Regions from separate parts of the Mus musculus genome. Here region 1 is linked to region 2. The links are chromatin contacts, called in public Hi-C maps. All regions are on one chromosome and are shown on one strand. Each heading gives the region's core, a stretch centred on a gene start, on an enhancer-like site or on the middle of the called end of the contact. The rest is flanking DNA. Distances are from core to core; before and after follow the strand shown. Region 1 overlaps Nfia (nuclear factor I/A). Region 2 overlaps Nfia (nuclear factor I/A).

Evidence for each region. A called contact is a pair of places that touch in the nucleus more often than the background predicts.
Region 1: a Hi-C map of liver shows a contact between it and region 2, with 4 times the contacts expected there. The contact joins two enhancer-like sites. A contact is called at or near these places in 6 of 484 Hi-C or Micro-C datasets (the N1E-115 cell line, brain, cerebral cortex and 3 more), 3 of 115 datasets of contacts at active chromatin or transcription factors (astrocytes, heart atrium and neural progenitor cells) and 1 of 9 other capture datasets (adipose tissue).

The regions. Positions count from the first base shown.
Region 1 is chr4:98,002,463-98,009,662 of GRCm38.p6, forward strand. All of the region lies in intron 4 of Nfia (nuclear factor I/A), which reads left to right. Among named protein-coding and RNA genes, the nearest start is that of Gm34218, 17 kb to the right of the region's middle. Within about 2 kb of position 1,934, at least 207 of the 459 cell types and tissues checked have an H3K27ac peak or open chromatin away from gene starts, as enhancers often do. A contact at or near this core is called in liver, where this site is marked.
Region 2 is chr4:97,878,227-97,885,810 of GRCm38.p6, forward strand. All of the region lies in intron 2 of Nfia (nuclear factor I/A), which reads left to right. Among named protein-coding and RNA genes, the nearest start is that of Gm19417, 13 kb to the left of the region's middle. Within about 2 kb of position 2,100, at least 14 of the 459 cell types and tissues checked have an H3K27ac peak or open chromatin away from gene starts, as enhancers often do. A contact at or near this core is called in liver, where this site is marked.

The sequences.
Region 1 (7,200 bases), core at 684-3,183, 120 kb after region 2:
GACTCACTCACACATGGCCTTGTGCTGACTACAACTGTTCGGTAAGAGCAGGACCGGGCTGCATCAGCTAAACCATGGCTTCAGGCCAAACCGGTCAGCTACACGCCAGAGACCCTCTCTTCCTTGTAGACCTTTAATCTAAGTTTGTCAAGGTTTATTTTTATAGCTTGCCTTGCCTATTGCAACAGGGATTCCCAAGCTCTGTCCTTCGACCAGAAAGCCTTTCTCAAAGGCATAGGCTCTAGTTAGGTTTCTGTTCCCGTGATGAAACACTGACCAAAAACAACTTGAGAAGAAAGGGCTTATTAGCTTACAGGTCACATTGTATCATCAAAAAAAGCCAAAGCAGGAACTGAAGCAGAGGGCACAGAGGAGTGCTGCTTACTGCCTTGCTCAGCCTGCTTTCTTAGACCATCCAGGAATACTTACCCAGGAGTGATTGATACCTCTCATGGTGAGCATGGCCCACCCACATCAATCATTAATCAATAAAATGCCCTACTGATATGCCCACGGGCCAATCTGATGGAGGCAACCCTTCAGCCCCATAACTTCCAGCTTCATAGTTTGTGTTAGGATGACAAAAATACCCAGCACAACACACCATCCGAACTGCATAAAGAAGTTGAGTCTATGACCTTACCACAATCACAACTAGTTGTGACCCCATACAGTGTGGAGACTCCATATTACTCAGAAACGATACCCTTGTCTTAAACTGTTTCTCTTTCCAGATACATAGTGCTAGCCTTCTACATGTGATAGTAAAAATATTTACTTCCCCCAGGAGTCCAGTGAGGTTCTCACTGTGATGGGGTAGGGGGAGCTGTTTCAGTATTTGCAAACGAAGAGTCAAGTTAAATAACTACTCTCATGTCTTTGCCTGGGAGAGTATCATCTCCACAGTGGTGGCAATGACAGAGCAGCTCAGTCTCACGAGTTCCTAGGTGAGAGTTAGACTAGACAGCCAGGCTGCTTGACAATAAATGCCTGGAGCAGATGCTAGGAACTGCTGGACTAGGGACTCTGGCCCAGGAGAGCTGCAGGAAGTCACAAACTCCCTCACCCTTGCCTCCCGCCAGCACCCTTTAATTTCTGCCTTTATCATCTAATGTTTGTGAACTGTAGCAACGGAGACGCTGGCGCTGAGAGTATGGATTTGTTCTGTGGCCCATCTCCACACGTGGCAGGACCATCTGAAAGCACTTCTAGTTATTTATTACCTTGTTCCACGAGAGGGAGAAAACACAGACCACTGCACCCTGGGCCAGAGAAAAAGAAGAATTCAGTACAGGGGAGAGGCTCCCAGGAGCGCCTGGGGTTCCGAATCCCTGAGGTTGTTTTAGCATAATCCCATGAAGGAGGAGACAGGAGCCATCTGTTGAGAGGTGCTTCACTACACAAAGCCCTCTACTACAGGCATTTCCAGATAGGCCCCTCCCCTGAGCTGCCAAGGAGAGCCCATTCTGCTGGCTGCTGAACGTCCCTGCTTCAAGGGCTCTCTGTCAAACCCACTCTTGTTTATTTTGTGCCAACGTTTCCTCAAAGTACGTGCTCTGAGGCTGCCAAATGTCCCTCCTGGTGTGAACTCAAAAAGTTCTGTCCCAAACTCCACTCCTGCTCATTTCCTTCTAAAGTGCTGAGTGTTTTCCTTGAAGTTGCTGGAGAGATTCTGAAACCTTAAAGGCTTCCGTGGGAAAGAGTAAAAAGACCACAGATACACACACAGGCCATTGTGCCTCTGCTCCGGCCTGTTCCGATTGCCAGCGTGGTTTGTTACACCCAAACTGGCTGCAAGGGTTAAGTAAACTTCGTGGCTCGGGATGACTTCACAGCCCTGGAATTCTGCAAAGCCAGGATTCTCAGTACACTGTGGCTGGCCTTAGAGTCTTTGGGTGTGAAAACCACTCTCAGCTGCTCAGCCTGTGCTGAGTTCCTGCTACATGGCTGCAGAATCTATTAAAGTCCAGCAGATGAATTGCCCTGGCTCTGCCACAAAGCCTGGCTACCCGATGGACTTCGGGGTTCCCAAGTTGTTTGTCAATGGAGAGTGGCAGTGAATGGAACGGGCCTGTGCCTCAGCCTGGCATGAGGTGGCACCCTAGCGGCTGTTTTCTGCCTTGGGAACGTGCACTGCTGAGATTCTCACACAGGAATCATCATGGGAGTTCCGAATGCAGTTTGTTCTGAACTTCTTTTTCAAGTCCTTGGTATGGCTTCCAGCGCCCATACGCAGGCACTTAGGATTTCTGACCAGCAGTTTTGTAAGAACCAATGAATCTAGTCTAACCTGACGTGTAGAAAGAAGTTCTGGGGCAAAATTAACTCAGCTAAGAGAGGCACAGTAAGAAAATGAGACATTGGTAGGGCTAAGCTCAAACTTGAAAATACAAATTGTCCTTATCTGGAAAGACTAATGAAGAAGCAGGCCTCAGATGAGAAGTCCCGGGGAGGGGGCATCTTTTGAGGGTTACCACTTAAATAGTGGCGGTTCTTTCTACCTTTATTGGAGGAGGATGACTTAAAAACTTCCTAGTCTGAGCAGGCAGCCTGCTGGCTCTCTCCTCTGTTAACACACACAGTAACAATGATCATGGTACAGAAATTAATTTTTTATACAATTTATACTCTTAAGCAAGAAACCATTTAGACTTCAGCATTAAAGGAAGAAACAAAAAGACGATAATAAAACGTCCACTGCAGCCCAGCCCGGACCGTCACTGTGACCTTGCCTTTGTTTGGCATTACACAATTCAATGGCAGGCCACTCAAACTATGCTCTCGATCAATATCCTATTAAAGCAGCACAAAAAGTCTCCATAAACTTAGTGGTTAGCTATGTTTATAAATGGAACTCGGCATAATTAGATGGTCAATAGCAGGCTCTACTAGTAATTTTAAAATGAACATCACACATCTTATGCATAGAAGCCAGAATCAACCCCTCTGGAAGGAAGGTCTGGTGTGTAGTAGACAATAGGTTGGATGGCCTTTTTAAAAAAAATCTTCTCTATGTCCAAAATGCAGCTTCTAAAGAAAATCTGTTAAGTAAGCCATATAATAGAAAATTCTAATCGGTCCCTTAAGGTTTTTTTCGAGTCTAAGTCACTTCATTCTAAATGTATTACACCATGGGATATGTTTCATTTTCTAGTTTTAATCAAGCCCCCACACAGAGAGGAAATAATAAATGTTGCCACACTCATAGAAAAGGGAAAAAAAATCAGTCTATCTGGCTTAACTAACAGATTTCCTCCCAGTTCAATTCAATACAATTTTAAAATAAATGTTGAAGTTGAATTATTTCCAAAGAATGCTTTGTCATACAATTTTTATTTCCTTGATTCATTTGGGGTGAGTGTTTGAACAGTAAAGCAGGAAGCAAATGGAGTGGACCAGCTGCACTAGGGTTTCTACCATTCACATTTGGGTGGCTAACCTTGATGTCTATCCCTTCCCTTCCTCACCAACCAAAAGACGATGAGCTACTAAGAGGACACCCCCACCCACAGGCTACTTTATCCATAGCTGGTCCCATCCGACCATGAGATATATGTGTGCCCTGTGTTGAATATATGTCCTGAGCAGTGTGTGTGAGCTACTGTGTAGGTCACACTTAGGTCAGAGGGAGTGTGCTTTTGACACTGGGTAGCACTGTGCATGTGTGCCCTGTGCTCTTTGGTATATACATACTCCTGCCAGTCCTGGTTAGAGCTGCTCATGGCTGGGTTTGGGCCATTTATCTCTATCCTCAACTGAAGGGTCTGCTAAATTTCCCAGACTCATGAGCACTCTTATGATAGACACTGGATCTTGGAAAAAGAAACACACACTATACTTTGATATGCATACTAACTTGTTGTCATGGTCCCTGTTTCTCTAGGTCCATCTACTGCTAATCTTTTCTAAGTAACTTCTACCTACATAGTGTGTGGTTAACACAGACTATCAAACACACACATGCCTGTAGGATGCCAGGAAATAGTTCAGGATTTATAATAGGGGTGAACATTTGAAATTTAATAGCTGTGGGACTCTGGTCAATATTTGCAGTGCCTCTTGCCTGTGTTTTCTTCGTAGGTTATAATTATTTAATACAAAATATTTAAAGTAAGTCCTGGCTATAGGCTGAGCATAAATCTGAGTGCTAAACTGGGGAGACCTCTCAAGAACACAGAGGTAACATAACAGGACGCCTCATGTTGGATTAGTGAGAGCTCAATGATGGTAATCACCTTGATCATTACTGGCTTAAGCCTTTGCCCTTGATCATCTACTGTGTGTTCTTGAGCTGATCCTGGAGCTGACCACTATCAGCCAATTTTATTTAAAAATATTCACATGTGTATAATTATGAGTGACTGATTTGAGGACTGTGTCCTAAAGCTTGGTTTATTACAGCCATTTAGTGGTCCCGTCAGGTAACAGCTGTGACAGAAGAAAACATACTAGTACTGTTCTTACTCATCTATCTAGAAAAGTCTTATTCCTCGTGATTTTTAGCCAAATCCTACATTTCTGCCAACATTCTGGGTAGCTAATGGGAATTTAGTGAACAAAGGACATAATCCTATTCTAACACTGACATTTTCCAACATTAAATGGTCAGCTATGAATGGGTTAACCATATCAGTATTTCAAATAATACATAATTCTACGGTGTTTTTAAAAATGCTATTTATGAGCAAAAATTCAAGAGATCGCTACTGATAATGTAATCTTCACTAAATCTTTATTTGCTCGTAAGACTCACCTTTAAGAACAGATATCAATATCCAATGAGTAATATTGGGGAGCTTGCAAGGCCTTCTTGTGATCTCCAAATACCTGATATAACTCTTTTTTGCCCCACAATAAGGATGCAAAATTATTGGGATTTGTTCTGGAGTATGTGCTTGTAGCTTACCCTCATGGATTGGAGAGGCTGTTGGTGGCACCCTGTAGGGATGTCTGCGATGGCTGACTGAGCACTCAGCAAAACCACACCATACATCAGACGCTGAGCCATCCAGTATGTGATTAATAGAGTACATAATTAACACCGAGGATTTCTCAATAAGAGCAGGAGGAAAAATCAAGCAGTTCTCCCTAAAAAATGGTTGTTGTTATTGTTGTTGTTGTATAGATAACTAATTAATGTGTTATTAGGAAGGGTCTCTGTTGGTACAGCTAATGGTCAGATAGTACCAGTGTACTCTTGGGGAATGAGCTTATATGTAGATGTCCTTCCATGGTTTATAGATCATTGTGGTAAAAAGACCTTTTATGCCATCAAATCCATCCTCTGTCAAGAAGACTGAATCCCATGGCTGAAGTTGTATCGTATGCTAAACGGGTATCTCATCTGACTTCAACCAAAAGCCAAGACAAGATGATGCTCTAAAATGCAGAAAATCAATTCCAGTCCCAAAGGCAGAAGCCACTAATGCAAGAGATCAGTCATCATCATTTGCTGCTCATGGCCACTCTCCTGGACCAATTTTGAGACCCTGCATCTAGAAGAGCAGTAGCTACAACTCCTTGTGCTGAAGACTTGGAGAAGAATGTAGGGGACATAGCAGCCTTGCTACTTATGGTGATAACTTATCTCATGAGACACATCTTCCCTGTAATTATGAGACAGCAAAGACAAGAGCAGGAATGTGGCTCTCCTATTTCTTTAGCTGATATCTACAGACACCTGACATCAAATCCCTGTGCTACACCTGAACATTTTGCTAAACATCACCCTTCATTTTCTCATTTGTCAATGAGAATAATGTTGATGTATACCATAGGGATACCATAGGATAAAGTTCTATATTTTATTTACACTATCTGGTACATAATAAAAATCAGCAGAAAGAAGTCCTTTGCTGTTTTCATTAGCATGCTCATGATTTTAGTTCAATTCAGTAAACATTTGTTACACATGTAATCTGTAAGTAGGAGAGGCCCTCCTCCATGGGGATTATGCCTGGGTTTCTCAAACTTCAAGACTTTCTATATACACAAAAGTGACTGAGTAGGACTAGCTTAGAAATTCAACTTATAGTGGTTATCTGTTAAAGGTGAACCTTCATAATTCAGAGTGGAATATAACACAGTATTGGTGGATTCAGCCTATTTTAATAAAAATAGAAACATCTTTCATAAATAAAATTTTCTATGCTTATATTCCTCTTTTTCTTCAAGCATAACCCCCTACTGTCACACTAACACACACACACACACACACACACACACACACACACACACACACGTTTTCTTAACCTTGTATTCATAAGTCATGGCTGTGTGAAGGAGGTGATCTGTGCGTGCTAGCAACTGCCTTTTGTGGTGTTAAAAGCATTCTGTTGGCTTTTGGCACCTAGTGCTACATTTCAGAAAAAAAGCATTGCTTAAATCTTTTAATAGCAGGCAAGCTCATTTCACATGGAGGGAAACCCATGTTTTAGTTCAGTGCCTTCCTTTTATGTTCCTGTTTGAAAAACCCTACTTCCAGCCTGCATTTGGCCACTCCTTTAAAAACAGGGATAGAAAGAGGAGATCAGCACAGGGTTTACAGACCAGAAATCTGCTTGGCAAAGGAGTTGCTGAAGACTGTGGTGTACAAGCTGCACAGAAAGTACCTTTATGATTGATTTCCATTCAAGTCAGACTGACTGCAGCGTGGTCATTTTTCTTGCCCATAACTGCGCACACTGCAGCAGTCTGCTATCTGCAGGGCGTCTGAATTATAGCAGTCTATGTCCGTGTTACCTCTTACACAAATTACTTACACTGGTTTCTTTTTCCATGCAAATTCATCAGTTTTACAGCCCTTCATAGCCACAGTCAGGAAACTCTGGCAGAGAACACAAATTGATAAAATGAGTTAATTTTACTATACTTTTTTTTTTCTTTCTAAAAGCCCTCTTTTAGGCAGTGTTCAGGAAACATATTACAGTAAAAGGGAGATAACAAAGGAGTTGGATTTTCTTGCCATAAATTACTTTCCAAGTTAATTTCCTTTAACGATGATTCCAGATTCGCCAGTATTCATAGCATTGTGTGTCTTACAACTGAGCCTTTGATGGAAAGAAGAACAAGTATTTTCCCATGTTCACTCCTTTTGTGGCAGTGACATGGACTTTCTTATAGGACCTTTGCCAATGAAATACAAAACAACATGAAATTGTTCTGGCATGGAACTGCGTGCTATTGTTGGAGTCCTCTGCT
Region 2 (7,584 bases), core at 850-3,349:
AGTGTGACACAAAGATTGTTTCACCTCACTTTTAGTTTTCTTGAGTTGAGTCCTTTGGATTTCAAGGTTTAGTAAGGAATTTATTCCTGTGAACAGTTTTGTTCTGGTGACCATTTTAGTCCAGTGTTCTCTGTATGTTGTCCTGTTTTCCACTTTATTCACATTGTATCCTTAAAAGTTATGATAGTTTAAAATATACTTTTGATCTATATTCATTTTATTGATGCCTAAATTGTGTTTGAGAGATTTACTTTGCCACCAGATACATGAGTCCTTTTATCTAATGTTACTTTACCTAGCAGAGAAGGATGCTTATCCACTATAAGATATCCTAACACATTTTTCATCCTTTGACATATATAATAAAAATGTACACTTCGTTAACAATAGACTTTTAAAACCACAAGAAATACTTCCTCTGAAGGATACTTCTTCTTAGTGTTATTGTAGACTCCACAGATTTCAGCTTTTATTAGCTTAGTCATGGAATTAGGGATAGAAGGTGTGTTTATAAAGAGTTTGGAGAGCTATTCTAAGAAAATTATAGCGACAGTCTGATTTTTAAATCCTAGAATTGAAAACTAGTACTTTAGATGTGATATCAATAGAATCTAAGAATGTTATAAACTTCCTTATCCTGGCAAAACTGGATGCCTCTCGGCATCATAACCTGAATTATCTAGTGAATTCCTGTGTCATGGCTGTGAACCACTTATTCAAGGTAAAGGAATCCTCAATGGAAGACATTAAAAGATGGCTTGAGATGAACGTGCAGTGTGTCTGGAGTTGGACAGATGCTTGCATGTGGCTTCTCTGCTGTTCTTACAGGAGCATCTAGCCATACTTCTCAGGGAGAACTGCTCTGAAAGGTAGAGGAGATAACCAGAGGTCATGCTCTTTGCACCAACCTGCTTTGTACTTAAGGATAACTATATACACATGCATATTTGCTTTCCAAACCAGTTACTGGGCTTACAGCTGAGGGGAGTGTGTGTGTGTGTCTGTGTGTGTGTGTCTGTGTGTGTGTGTGTGTCGGTGTGTGTGTGTGTGTGTGTGTGTGTGTATTTGGTTGTCTGTGTTGTCCAGCAATGTTGTCTAAAACATGAAATTTCTAATGTTTATCTTCAGTATGTTTTGCTTCTTTTCAGAGCTTAACTTCAAGTAGAATGTGTTGTGACTCTATTTTCTGCCTCTTTATAACAATACTGATAGGAAAAATAAAGTAAAATAGATTGCACTGCTTATAACTGGGGCAGGAGGTGAGGGAAAGCAGCACAATTCTTGCTTTTAATCCTGTTGGTCTATATTGAATTTCTGCTCCAGTGATAAGTCTATCTTAAATTCACTCAGAGATTTGGACTGCAGGAGAGCCTGGGGAGCTGCTAATATTTAGAGTATTCCAGAAGCATTGCATGGCTTGATGGTTAGAAACTCAAATTTCCAGAAACAGAGGACCAGCATGGCCTATTCACTACAGTAGTCCTGTGCCATCAAAGACAACACGGCAGGAATCCATTATGTAGAAAAGGACCCAAAGAGTTAGTGGCACTGTTAATACTGCACAGTGTGGCCGAGACGCTCCTGGTGGTTCTAGGCTTGCCTGGAAACAGCACACCCAAACCCTTCCCACTTTACACACAGTAAATAGTCGGACAGGAACAGGCAGAGGGGCATGGGAGAACTCCAAGGCAATTCATTAACCCATTTCGAGACATTCTCAGGCAGCTTACTGAGCTTCAGAGGTCAAACTGACCACTAATAATTCATCACAGAGGAGAAATTCTGAGAAGAAAAAGTTAACAAACTTTTTAATACTTAACGAGTTGTCTTAAAAATGTTTTAGTTCCGTACCTCACTCACCTGATTCACTGACGTGTGCCGCCTACTTTTAAATCACATTTGGCAGTATAAAAAGAGCCGTATTCCTTTACACTTTGGAACAGGTAACAGAGGTTGTTTGTTTGTTTGTTTGTTTGTTTGTTTCTCCTTGTGCCACAGAGAGCACATGCTGCAGGGACTAGCATGAGACTCCCAGGGCCACCAAAGGTCAATGGCTGTGCTGTTATGAACACGGTCCAGCCTGGACTCTGATCCTGGGATCAGGTTTTAATCTTGTTCATTTCTTCTCATCTTTGTTCCTGCGTATGTCTGAGCTGCAGCGGTGGCCCTCTACACACAGTGTCTGTAAATGGCAGAATGGCCGTGCAGGGTAGCAGGGGATGTTGGCAGCACACTTTCCAGGCACCTAGCGCACAAGCAGAGAACTTCGCTTCTGCCAACTGTGACTTCAGAACCCAGGTCTGTTCCTGAACCTGGACACCCAGCTGTCAGCATGTTGCCATATGTCACCAGCACATGGCACCCTAATTAAAATTTCAAATTGCATGCATTTGTGTTTGCTGGCTGGCTTGCTTCAAAGGCAGGGACCTCACCACCCCAGAATCTCCTTGCTTCTCTCTGAAGTATTATTGCCCGCCATGCTTAGGAATGGGTTGGAAAACGGCCTTTCCCAGGGAGGAGAAAAACACTACTCTCAAATTCTCTCACCTCCTCTTTGGAAGTAAAACTACTTACTATCTTAAGGAAGGAGGGTGGGTGTGAAGATTCATGGCTGGTGCCCTTGACTAGGATTCTGACAAGCAGCCATGTGGCTCCTGGTCCCATTCCATTCTGGCTCACACACATTACTCCAGTCTGGGCTCTGTCTTCTCAGCTGAAAAGTGACTATTACTGCCCCTTAAGCATAGTATACAAAAAAGGGGTTTAATTTGAGATGTAGTTGTGTTTTAAGAGGAGACAGCCTGAAGGTGTGTCTCTTCCTGCCCTCTCTTTTAGTGCACACCTACTATTAGATGTTTAAATTGGAAATTTTATAAAGGAATTCAATTGAGGCCTTAGAGAAAATACCAGGAAAAGAACCCCAAAGAAATAGATTTCTGTATACAAATCCAGGAAGATACGTTGTGGGTTGCCAGGATCCTCTGTAAATTGTTATCAGTTATTGAATACTTGTAGAACGCTAAGGAAAATTCAGAGAAGTGTGACTGTGAGCAGGTCCCATTCAGTTCTTAGCCTCCACTGTTGCACATGGCTGCCTATAGCCTCATTTGAGACATGAGCATTCTGTGGCTGACTTGAAGCAGAATTTTCTGAGCAATATTTAGCATAGAGCAAAATGAAATTTGAACCCACATCTGTCTGATTAAAGCTTGCACCTCATATTATTTGCCTCATGGGAAAAGGATGCTAAGTGTTTTGTTTGTGTGTGTGTGTGTGTGTGTGTGTGTGTGTGTGTCTATTTAGTTTTTTGCTTGTTTTAATCATAGCTTCTAAGACAGGTGATGTCTTCCCTAAATATGTATTTTTGTATGGAAAGGCTGAGAACCTTATCCAAATAATCAGACCCAGAAGTTTTTCAGATATTGTATTTTTTTTTAACTCTTGGGTGATTTGCACTTATGTGATGAGATATCTTGAGGGATATAACTCAAGTCTAATCAAACTTCTCAATAATTTATGTTTTTAAAATTTATAATAGTTTTATTTATGGTGGGACACACACACACACACATATATATATATCGTACAGACTATTTTAGTGTCTTTAATGCAAATTATATTGGCTACAGCTAAATGTGAAATCAGATGTGGAATTTTCCACTCGTGATTTTATCTCTATTGATACATAGAAAGTTTGATAATTTGTAGCATTTCAATTTTTGAATTTTAGGTTTAGGAATACTCATTCCATGTACATTTTGGTACAGGCACAAATCCTTTTTAAAAAAATTGAACTAGAGTTATATAACTAATTGCATGTGGAACTTGAGTGGTGACAATGGGTATTTTCAACTTTACCCAGGCTGGAAACATACTGTCTCATCCAAAATTTATACCTGTGGCTTATTTAGTTATTATTATTTTTAATGAGGTCTTATTATATTGCCCAGGCTGACCTCGAAATCCTGGACTCCAACTATGCTCCTGTTTCAGCCTCCTGAGATGCTGAGACTGTCAGTATGTGTCACCATGGCGGCTTTACCTCTGGCTTACTTTAAATCTCTGATGCATGAGGACATTTTTGTTATAATGGCTTCTATGGCCCATCAAGTGTGTGCTGTGCAGCATATTGACTTGTCACTTTGTGGTTAATAATAGTAAGGACACACACCCACGTAAGCTGAATGTCTGTGGTCTTCATCCTCCCTGCTAAGAGTCAGGTTGGTATAGGAAGCCTCAAGGTCAGCTGTGTTTCCCTCTCCAGAGCCCACTTGAGGCTTCGGACCCCAACTGCCCTTTTATTACCACTGCAGTCTTGAACAACCATCATAATTTTTCTTGGATGCAGTTTTCTTATTTGTATGAGAAGGATCAAAGTATGGGTTAATTTATATAATGCACTTAGAGTGTTTCTCTTGGAACACTAGTAGAATCCAATGGATGTTGGCTAAAAATTAACTGCAAAGGGCTGGAGACATAACTTAGTGCCAGACTACTTACCTGTTATATACAAGGACCAGTAGCATACACACAAAAAATAAATGAATAAGATTAACCATCACATTTTATACCTCATAGGGAAAAAAGATATTCTCCCCCACCCTCCCAGATAAGATTAATTGATCCATTCTACTGGAAATACTGATGTTTGAACCATTGACCTTTTTTTATAGCCTCTGACTTACTAAAATGAATCTCCTTTATGATTTGGTGTGTTCGTTAGCAGTTGCTAGGTAAGCTTCTGCTATGAAATGGAATCTCTAAAATAAATAGTATCATAAAGTTCATGGTAGTAATCGCAGTGGGTAGACAAAACACGCCAACTTCATTATATTTCAACAAGTGCATATCCAGTCCAGTGGATTATCACAGCCATATAATTATTCGTATACACACCTTGAAGTATTGACAGAAAGAGTTAAGGAAAACTAAACACAAAATCCCAGCACCCTCCAAAACTTAGTAGTATATAGTGCTTATGGCAATAATTTGAACAGTGGCCACATGGATGAGAGAAGCCAGCAATGGTGTCCAGGCTGCCTATCTTAGAACCAGACAAATTGTCTTCAGACTTAGCAACGTGAGGCAGTCCTATCACCTATAAACGTTTCTAATCATGTGTAGATCAGATTTCTATTAAGCTCATATTTACTCTGTAAAGCTTCTGAGATAAACAACGAAGTGTGAAAAGAAAAGCAACTACTGTATTTTATGTAAATTTCCAATGGAAATTATATCATAAATCACAATGTGTGGTAAGATTTCAAATTATTTCTTATGTTTGACTTTTATTTATCAGTACCCTGAGTACCATACACACTGACAGCCTAAAGAATCAGTATCTTTTACTGCCTCTCCAGAGCATCCTTGCTGATAACTTTTGGAAGGCGCATCATGATAATTTCAGTTGATGTATCCTCCCCTGCCTGCATCCCTGTCTGCAGAGAGAACAAATAACCCAGTAACCGACTTGTTTCTTTCTTCCACCAAGTATTAAGAAGTAGTGCTTTTTCTCATATTCAAAGAGATAAATTTGCTTGACTCTTTTGTGTTTTATACATCATAGTAAGAAAAACATAATCTGATGGAAGCTTAGGGAAAACTCTTAAAATAGTGGTTGCCAGCCAAGATTCCTGACTCAAAAACCAGGGAGGAGAGAGATGGAAAGGAGAGGGGAAAGAAAGAAGAAAGAGAAGCAAGTAGTAAAAACTGTTTAATGTAGTATCGGCTGCCAAGAGTATTTGGTACAGTTGCACACAGACTTCATGAGGAAGCACTGTAAGAAACATGATCTAATGAGAATGCATTTATAAGAGCAGTGTCGAGTCATTAGGCAAAGGGGAACAGTGGTGTCTAGATCTCCTTCCATAACAAAGTTTAATGAGTTTCTGCACAGAGGATTTTAGGTTAAAGATTTGTCTGATAGTAAGTGTGAATAGAAATGCAGCTAGAAATGTAAACTATTGTCTTGCTCCAGGATCAATTTCACAGCTAAGTGTGTTCTATGGAACACTTGAGTATTGAGCTGGTGAGAGGGCACAGTGAGTAAAGTCTTTGCTACCCACATGATGACCTGAGTTCCATCCCTGGAACCCACATGGTGGAAGGAGACAACTGACTTCTGTAAGTTGTCTGCTGACCTCCATACATGCACCATGATGCGTGTGTATACTTGTGCATGCTCACATAATACCCAGGTATTGGTATTTATGAATGGTGGTTTTAATGAATGACTCTCACATCTAAGATAATCTGTTTAAGAAATGAACTCCAATATCTTACATTTGTTATGGGGACTTGAGCAGCCCCATCTTCCATGGACTGTCTTTTTGGGGAAGATGTTAACTCAGGACTCACATAGCACCCAGAGCATGTCAATTGCCCAGTGTTCCAAAATAGCAAGTGTGGATGGAGACTTCATTTTCTTGCCTTGTTTTCTAGTTCTGGTAAAATGGAACTTAACTATTCCCTCCCTACATAATAAACTTGTGGTCTTAAACTGTATCAGTGATGTTTTGTTTTGTTTTGTTTTGTTTTTCAAGACAGGGTTTTTCTGTATACCTGGCTGTCCTGGAACTTACTCTGTAGAGCAGGCTGACCTCGAACTCAGAAATCCGCCTGCCTCTGCCTCCCAAGTGCTGGGACTAAAGGCGTGTGCCACCAATGCCTGGCATCAGTGATCTTTTAAGTGAATTATAAGTAGACAAAAAGGAAAGAAGACACAGTGGTGACATTGGGGAAGACTAATAAAATAACTGACCTTATTCTCATGTTTTTAATGGGCCAGTTCCTAGCATCATTTTAGAGATCACAACTGCCTCTTAACTCTGGCGTCAGCAAGAATTTGATACTTCCTTTTGGCCTCCATGGGCACCTCTATACATGATACACGCACACATAGACACACACACACACACACACACACACACACACACACACACACACAGAGAGAGAGAGAGAGAGTGAGAGAGAGAGAGAGAGAGAGAGAGAAATCGAGAGTCTGTCCGTGTAAACCTCATCTGGAAGAGTTTGTAGGAGGTGGACATTGTTTAAGGCTTATTTGTTCTCATTCTACCAAAAGTATGCTCATGAAATTTGTTATGAACGATCTGTTATTAGCATAGATATTCTGTCATTCCAGGTAGTTCAAGAGTATTTTAATGGCCATAATTAAATTTTAAAGTGACATGGTTGTAGATATTATAAGTTGTCTGGTCATTCTGTGATTCATGTGCAAAGAACACGTTGTTATTCTTGTGTTTTATTTATCACTCTTTATTTATATAAAAAATTGCATTTGCACAAGAGAAGAATTAGCAGGATGTAAAATAAAAGAAAATGAAAGTTGCTGATGGGGAGAATATTTTAAATGTCTTTTAGGACGTGGGTGAAAGAGCTTTGCTTAAGATTTCACCATATGCTAACTATAACGCAGCACTTCAACTTATTTACCGCTAGTGCTTCGTGTAAGTCACGTCATTCTGAAAGCCATGGAAACTGCACATTTGTGCATTAACCTATGTAAACAACAAGAACTGGTCATCCATCCAATTGTTGCTTCACTTATTTTGAATTACAGTGCAA